Regions from separate parts of the Mus musculus genome. Here region 1 is linked to region 2. A link is a contact called in public HiChIP or PLAC-seq data. All regions are on one chromosome and are shown on one strand. Each heading gives the region's core, a stretch centred on a gene start, on an enhancer-like site or on the middle of the called end of the contact. The rest is flanking DNA. Distances are from core to core; before and after follow the strand shown.

Region 1 (3,001 bases), core at 484-2,983, 44 kb after region 2:
TGTGCGAGCCACAATTTCTCTTTGTAAGGTAGCCTTTAGCTTGGCACATTTGTTATTTTCTCATCTGTGTCAGACACAAACAGAATCTAAAATGCAATATTTGGATTTCAAGTAAAACATATACACATTTTTTTGTTTTCTTTTTAGGCTTTTTGTTTTATCTTATATGTATGAATGCTTTGCTTGCATGTACGGTCAAACACCATGTAGGTGCCTCGTACCAGCATAATTTAGAATTGCCTATCAGATCCTCTGGAACTGGAGTTACAGATGGCTGTGAACCACCAGGTAGGTGCTGGGAATCGAAGGCACATCCTCTGTAAAGGCAGCAAGGGGGGTTAACTCCTGAGAACCCCTCCCTTTTAAAGGAAAGCTTTATACAAAAATAACCACATCCCTGACTATTGAGTTTGAAAGGTTTCTTGTCCTTGGTCCCCTCCAGCAAACTTAGGAATTGAGAACGCCGAGGGAAGGAGGGGGTTGGGCCCGGCAGTCCCGCAGCAGAAATTGGTCCTGATTCGAGGTGGATGGGACTGAGGAATGCACGCTCTAACCAGAAAGAGGGTGGGGGGGGCGGGGAGGGGAGGGAGTCAGAGCAGCTAAGCTGGAGGAGTCTCCTGGGGAAGTAGAAGGGTCCAAATGACAAAGGAGTCGATTCCACACCAAAAGCCAGAGAAGCGGAAGACAAAGAGGGTTGGCTAGGTGTAGACGAGGTGGAAAAGACACTGAAACTCGGGACAGGTAGGTGGAAGCAGAGACTCTCTGCCTTGTCAGGTTACGGAGACCGGATTTTGAAGACCAAGAAAAGGGACCTGGCTTCATTGGCTACTCTCTGTGTGACCCTAGGCAAGTTGTTTAGACTCTCTGAACCTTGGTTTCTTATTTATTACAGACATGATAAGAGCACCGTCGGAGGGTTACTGGAGTCGGATGGCCGAGTAAAAAGCAAGTGGTGACCCGCCGCGTGCTTGGCTTAAAGATGAGCGGAGTTAGGGAGGAGTTGGACCGAATGCCCAGTGAGTGGTTGATTCATTTAGTTAGGTAGTGGGTTAAATCCACCAGATTTTCAACCCAGATTCACACACTTCCTGTAGAGGCAGGATTAAAAGAGCTGGCCAAGGTGTTTGTAAACAATAAAAGTGCAATTCAAAGTTTGCCGCTGGGGGGTGAAATAGTAGGAGTTAGGAAAGAGGCTGGGCAGCGGCGGGCCGAAACATCGTTTCGTCTGCAACACTGTCAAGGCTGGGCGGATGTGAACTGCTGTGCAGTCCTCCCGCCATTTCCAAAACGCCACAGACCCTTCTTACAGCCACCATAGGGGCGTGAGAGGCTGATCCCTGGAGTCGTCCCTCGGTGCCTGTAGGAATGGAGGGTGAGAACCCGGTGCGGGCAGTGGTGGGGCGATCTTGGGACGAGTTGGTTAAGACACTCCCAACAGCTAGGACACAAAGCAGGGTGGCAGGGAATGAATGCCGCACGGCCGCCAGAGCCCAGAGTGGCAAGGGGACAAGGCTGAGGCCAGCCCAGCGGCCAGCCGCAGCGCCGCCTCCCGGGAGGAAGGCGGGGGCTGGCCCGGGGAGCGGAGGGAGGCGGAGAGCGGAGGAGGGCGGCGCGCTGAGAGGTTATTTGTGGTTCGCTTTGATCCCGAGGGGGAACCTGAAACTCTCACATTCCTGGCATAGCAGCCGCCTCCAGCGCGGGCTGACCTAGAGGCTGCGCACTGGGGCGCGAGCAAGCAGATCATCGGCGCCACCGACTAGTGCGCACCTCCGTTGCTGACTGTACCTAAGCCGAACCGGGTCTGCGTGCGCCGGCAGCCGCGGGCCGCAGCGGTAAGCAAGGTGCCGGGCACTCCGGGCAGTGCGCGAGGCCGGCGGGGACGCTTCCCAGCAGCAGCGGGACACCGCGATCAGTCCGACCCTTTCTGGAGATCGGAGCTGGGGTGGACGAGCCTCCCCGGGAGCGGGAGGGGAGACTGTGAACCCTTTCGAGGATCGATCCTGGGTGTCTAGCCTAGACTGCTCGCGCTTTTGTGGGGGTGAGGACACCATTCTCCGACCCACTGGGGCTGGAGGAAGGACAGAGGATCAGTGTTTGGGAGTGTGCGTCTCGCGTGCGGGGCAAGTGAAAAGCTGCGGTAGGCATATCTCGCTGAATTATGAGGTTACCGTGGCTGCTTTGTCTGGATTGGGGATACAGGTGGCTTTTACCCTCAGCTAGCTCAAGAATTCCTCTTTGTCTTCCTTGGAAAATCCTCTGCGGAGCCACGAACTGGCTCTCACTTAGAAAGAATGCAGCCTGCTGTCCAGTCCGGTGACGTCAGCGCTGAAGTATTTGGAAAACAAAGAGGGTTAGGGAGAGAGGCGTACCCGCGATGCTTAAAGACCTCTCGCGGTTGCGGGTTTTGCTCGCCCGGGGCGCTCGGGCAGCCACCGGTGCTAGTGGTCTGCCTCGGTAGAGGTGAGTAACGCCGGGACCCTGGACTGGCCTGGTTGACTTGGAGACTAGCGTTGGTTCCTTTTGCTGGAGTGAGCCCAGGCCAAGGCCAGAGACCCGTGTTTGCTTAGAAAGGTGGCTGGTTTTCCGAGTGCAGCGCTCCAGTGCAGCCCAGGTACAGCGCCCGTGTAAGGAAGTTGATTTTCAGTAAGTGCTCTTATATAAGTATTTGAAAGAAAGATTGTGCATCTAGGGGATTCGATTGGGACGTTTGTGCGATGAAAGGCCTCGGAAATGTTCGGTGCTCCGAGAGCCTGGCTCATAGTCGGCGCGCCTGGAATCTGCCGGGAAGGCTCAGCATTCCTTCTAGCCGCTCCCGGATCCTTAGCGCGAGTCAGCCCAGACAGTGATTAACTTAGGAAATACCGCGTAGAAAAAGCCGCGTGTGAGCAGACTCTTCAAGTCTTACACATTGCAGGGTGCAGTTGGGGGGGGGGGGGAGGATTAGTTGCTGGCTTGGGTATCGTCAGGGCTCATTACCTTTCTCCAGCTCTGCCAACATACC
Region 2 (3,110 bases), core at 197-2,696:
GACCTATTTACACTAGGAACAGAGGCACATCTCCATTGTTATGGTAGGATGGAATAAGGCAACCCTTGGCCATCAGTCCTAATCAGAACGCTCTGGTCCTCAGCCTCCCAACTCATGATCTGGCCGATAGTTGGGACATTGGAACCCAAATGCTCCACAAACTAAGCCTCACCACTTGACAGGACATTACCAGAGTTCTTAGGGTCACACCCTGGGCCCAAAAGCCCTAACAAGCTAGGCTCGGCCACCTGCCCCCAACATGCCAATGAACGAAACATGTAATCATGAAAAAGAGAGAAAAGAGATTTCTTTTATGTGGCCACAGTAGAAAAAGAGACAAAAAGGAGGCTACAGGACCCGCCAATCTGCAGTTGGAGGTCCTAACACAAGCTTTGGGTTTAAATAGACAATAAGGGGTCACACCCATCACTGACCCATCATTGTCCTGGCTCTGGTCTGTCCAGAAAGGTGGTCTGAGAACTTATCAGAACTGAGTAAAGCTTCTTCCTGTGAGACAGGTTCTTCCCCCCCTCCCCCTCCCCCTCCCCCTCCCCTTCCCCTTCTCCTTCCCACAACATGGGGCTCCTGGAGACAAGTTCCCTCTTTGAGGGCCTTGCTTCAACAGTCTGATAGCAGAAAGGAGGGACACCAGCGTCTGTCGTTAGAATCTCTACTCCTGCCAGGAAGGTCACACCAGGACCTGGGGCTGCAACCTCCTTCCCTAAGATCTAGTCTCAAAGCAAAGCCCTGGCACCCCAGTGCACCCCCTGTCCTTGCTTCCTTCTGCTCCCCTCTGTTGGAACTCTTCCCAACCCTCAATTAATTCATAGATTGTAGCAAATTGCAAGAATGGGTGTGGTGGCCCATATCTTTGATCCCAGCTCTTAGGAGACAGAGGTAGGTCGAACTCTGTGAATTCACTATTATCCTGGTCTACATAAGTTCCAGGTCAGCTAGAGCTACCTAGTGAGACCCTGGCACAGAAAACAAAGTCTGGTTTGCTCGCTGTTTTAGAGTCCTCCAGCCCTAGACTATAGGAAGTATAAGAGTGGGAGGCGGGGTGGTGAGGGATGGGGGGATGGTGTGTTTTTGGAATTGCTGGGGGCTAGGACACAAGACCTGATACACAGTAGTTACTCCATAAATGCTGGAAAGATGCCTGCGGACTGGACAGAAGGGAGACTTAGAAGGCTTATGACCCTTTAATATCCCGCGGGAGTTTGGCTTTCGAGCTGTGCTGTGCCTGGGAACTAAAGCACACAGCAGCCGTCTTCACTGTAGAAATACGAACTGGAAAGCTGTTGTTCCATTGAGGTTATTTTGGGAAGGAAGCACAGTAAGACAAAGCCACCTCCAGGAATGTGAAGGCCTCTTTCTGTGGGCCCCTGACTCACCTTCCAGACAGAGGACTGACGTTGCTCTTAGCCAAGGTGTTCATCATTCCCAGCCATGACTCCCCTGGCCTTGGATGCTTGGGATGACTCAAGGCACACTCCATCCAGACCTCCTGCAGTGGCCTGTGGCCATGCCAGCTGGGCCCCAAAGCCCAGATGCTGCAGCCGTCAAGGGCTGAGTTTACTGTCTCCATGAATGTCTAAGTCCTGACTCTGCTCTCAGTCACTGGGGGGCGTTTTCCTCCTTCACCGAAGACGGATAATTTGTCACTTATTTTTAATTGCTTCGTTTGTTTGTTTTGAGAAAAAGTCTGGAAGAGCTGCCCAGGCTTGCATCAAATTCCTCAGTCGATTCTCCAGCCTCAGTCTCCCAGGCAGTTGGAAGTAGGTGTGTATCACTGTATCTAGCCGCTCCCGGTCTCTTTCTGAAAGGGTCTCATGTATCCCAGGATGGCCTCCACCTTGCTATGTAACCAAAGGGAACCTTGAATTTCTGACCTACCTGCTTCTACATTCCGAGTGCTGGGATCATTGGTCTCTACCACCACATCTGGTTTATCTAGTGCTGGGTATCAAACCCTAGACTTCATGAGTGCTAAACAAGCACTCTTGGCCCTTTCTTGAAGGAAGCAACTACAGCTCAGAGAGACCAGACGCAGGAGGGCTAATCATGTGTGCTCTGTCTCCTTTTTTTTTTTTTTTATTATTTTTTTCCTGATTCTGAGAACCAGGCAGGCCAACCTGTCACTATGAGACAGCCCGAACCTTCCTGAGTGTCACTGGCCAGGAACTCTTGAGAAAACTTTGGGAGAGATCAGAAAGACCAGGATGAGGGAATATCTGCTTGCTCCGCACTAAAGGTGGCTTGCTGTAGCTGTGTCCAGAAGGCTCTGCCTGGTTAACGCCAGCTTTTGTGGTCCAGCTGAAGTGGCTGATGCTGCCCAGGGTAAGCAGGGATGTGCCCATAGGTCTTGGGTCAGAGAGAAACCACTATTCTTCATATTCCAGGATGGCATCTTCTGATCCTGTCCTATTTTGCTCAAATTTGACTCTAGAAACTCACAGCCTCCTCTCCTAAGAGATGCCTACCTGACAAGGTCATGTGGCCCATCAGGGTGGGCAGCCAGCTTCAGGCTAGGCATGTCCCCACATGTCCCTATAACCATCTTCAGCTCACAGTCTCATTTATCAAAGTACTATTATCCTCAGAACATCACACAGGGCTGACTAGGTCCCTGGAAAATAACCACAGGGATGCTAAGGCAGGCCAGCCTCTCATTTACAATGGGGAAAACTGAGACCTGGTCTATATGGGCATCGAAAGAGCAAGCTTAAGCTAAAAGCGGGTCTTGTAATCCCAAGATGGGAGGTCTCCCTATGAGCTATCTGAGTGGCCTTGAGTGACACCATTCAACTTCGCTCAGTGGGCACTTATGACACATGTTATCTGACTTGTCCTGGGAAAGTATGAAGAAAGATTTGTTTGTACCATGGCAGATTAAAGAAACCATTTCACCCTTAGTCTAACTTAGTGAACCAATAAGAGTGTATTGGGGTTCCTTGGAGAAGTGTGGGTGAGGGGTTTCTTTCGGGGATATGAATGACTCAGATGCATCTGTTGAAAAGCTCTCCCCAGCACGGTGATGACATGGGAAGGCTGCATGCCTAGAGCTTTCTGCACAGCTTGCAAGGCAGCCCTGCCTAGCAGGGGATCTC

The links. HiChIP or PLAC-seq counts read pairs in DNA pulled down with a chosen protein or histone mark.
Region 1: an H3K27ac HiChIP or PLAC-seq map of embryonic fibroblasts shows a contact between it and region 2, with 27 read pairs. The contact joins the promoter of Amotl2 here to the enhancer-like site in region 2. A contact is called at or near these places in 6 of 39 promoter capture datasets (cranial neural crest, embryonic stem cells, maxillary cranial neural crest and 3 more), 5 of 484 Hi-C or Micro-C datasets (embryonic fibroblasts, embryonic stem cells, nephron progenitors and 2 more), 10 of 115 datasets of contacts at active chromatin or transcription factors (embryonic brain, embryonic fibroblasts, embryonic midbrain and 4 more) and 3 of 9 other capture datasets (adipose tissue, liver and pancreatic islet).

Annotation. Positions count from the first base shown.
Region 1 is chr9:102,716,071-102,719,071 of GRCm38.p6, forward strand. It overlaps Amotl2 (angiomotin-like 2), which reads left to right and starts at 1,734. Exons shown (of 10, transcript NM_019764.2): 1 at 1,734-1,832.
Region 2 is chr9:102,672,120-102,675,229 of GRCm38.p6, forward strand. All of the region lies in intron 2 of Gm46150 (a long non-coding RNA gene), which reads right to left. Among named protein-coding and RNA genes, the nearest start is that of Gm46150, 10 kb to the right of the region's middle. Within about 2 kb of position 1,447, at least 21 of the 459 cell types and tissues checked have an H3K27ac peak or open chromatin away from gene starts, as enhancers often do. A contact at or near this core is called in embryonic fibroblasts and pancreatic cancer cells, where this site is marked.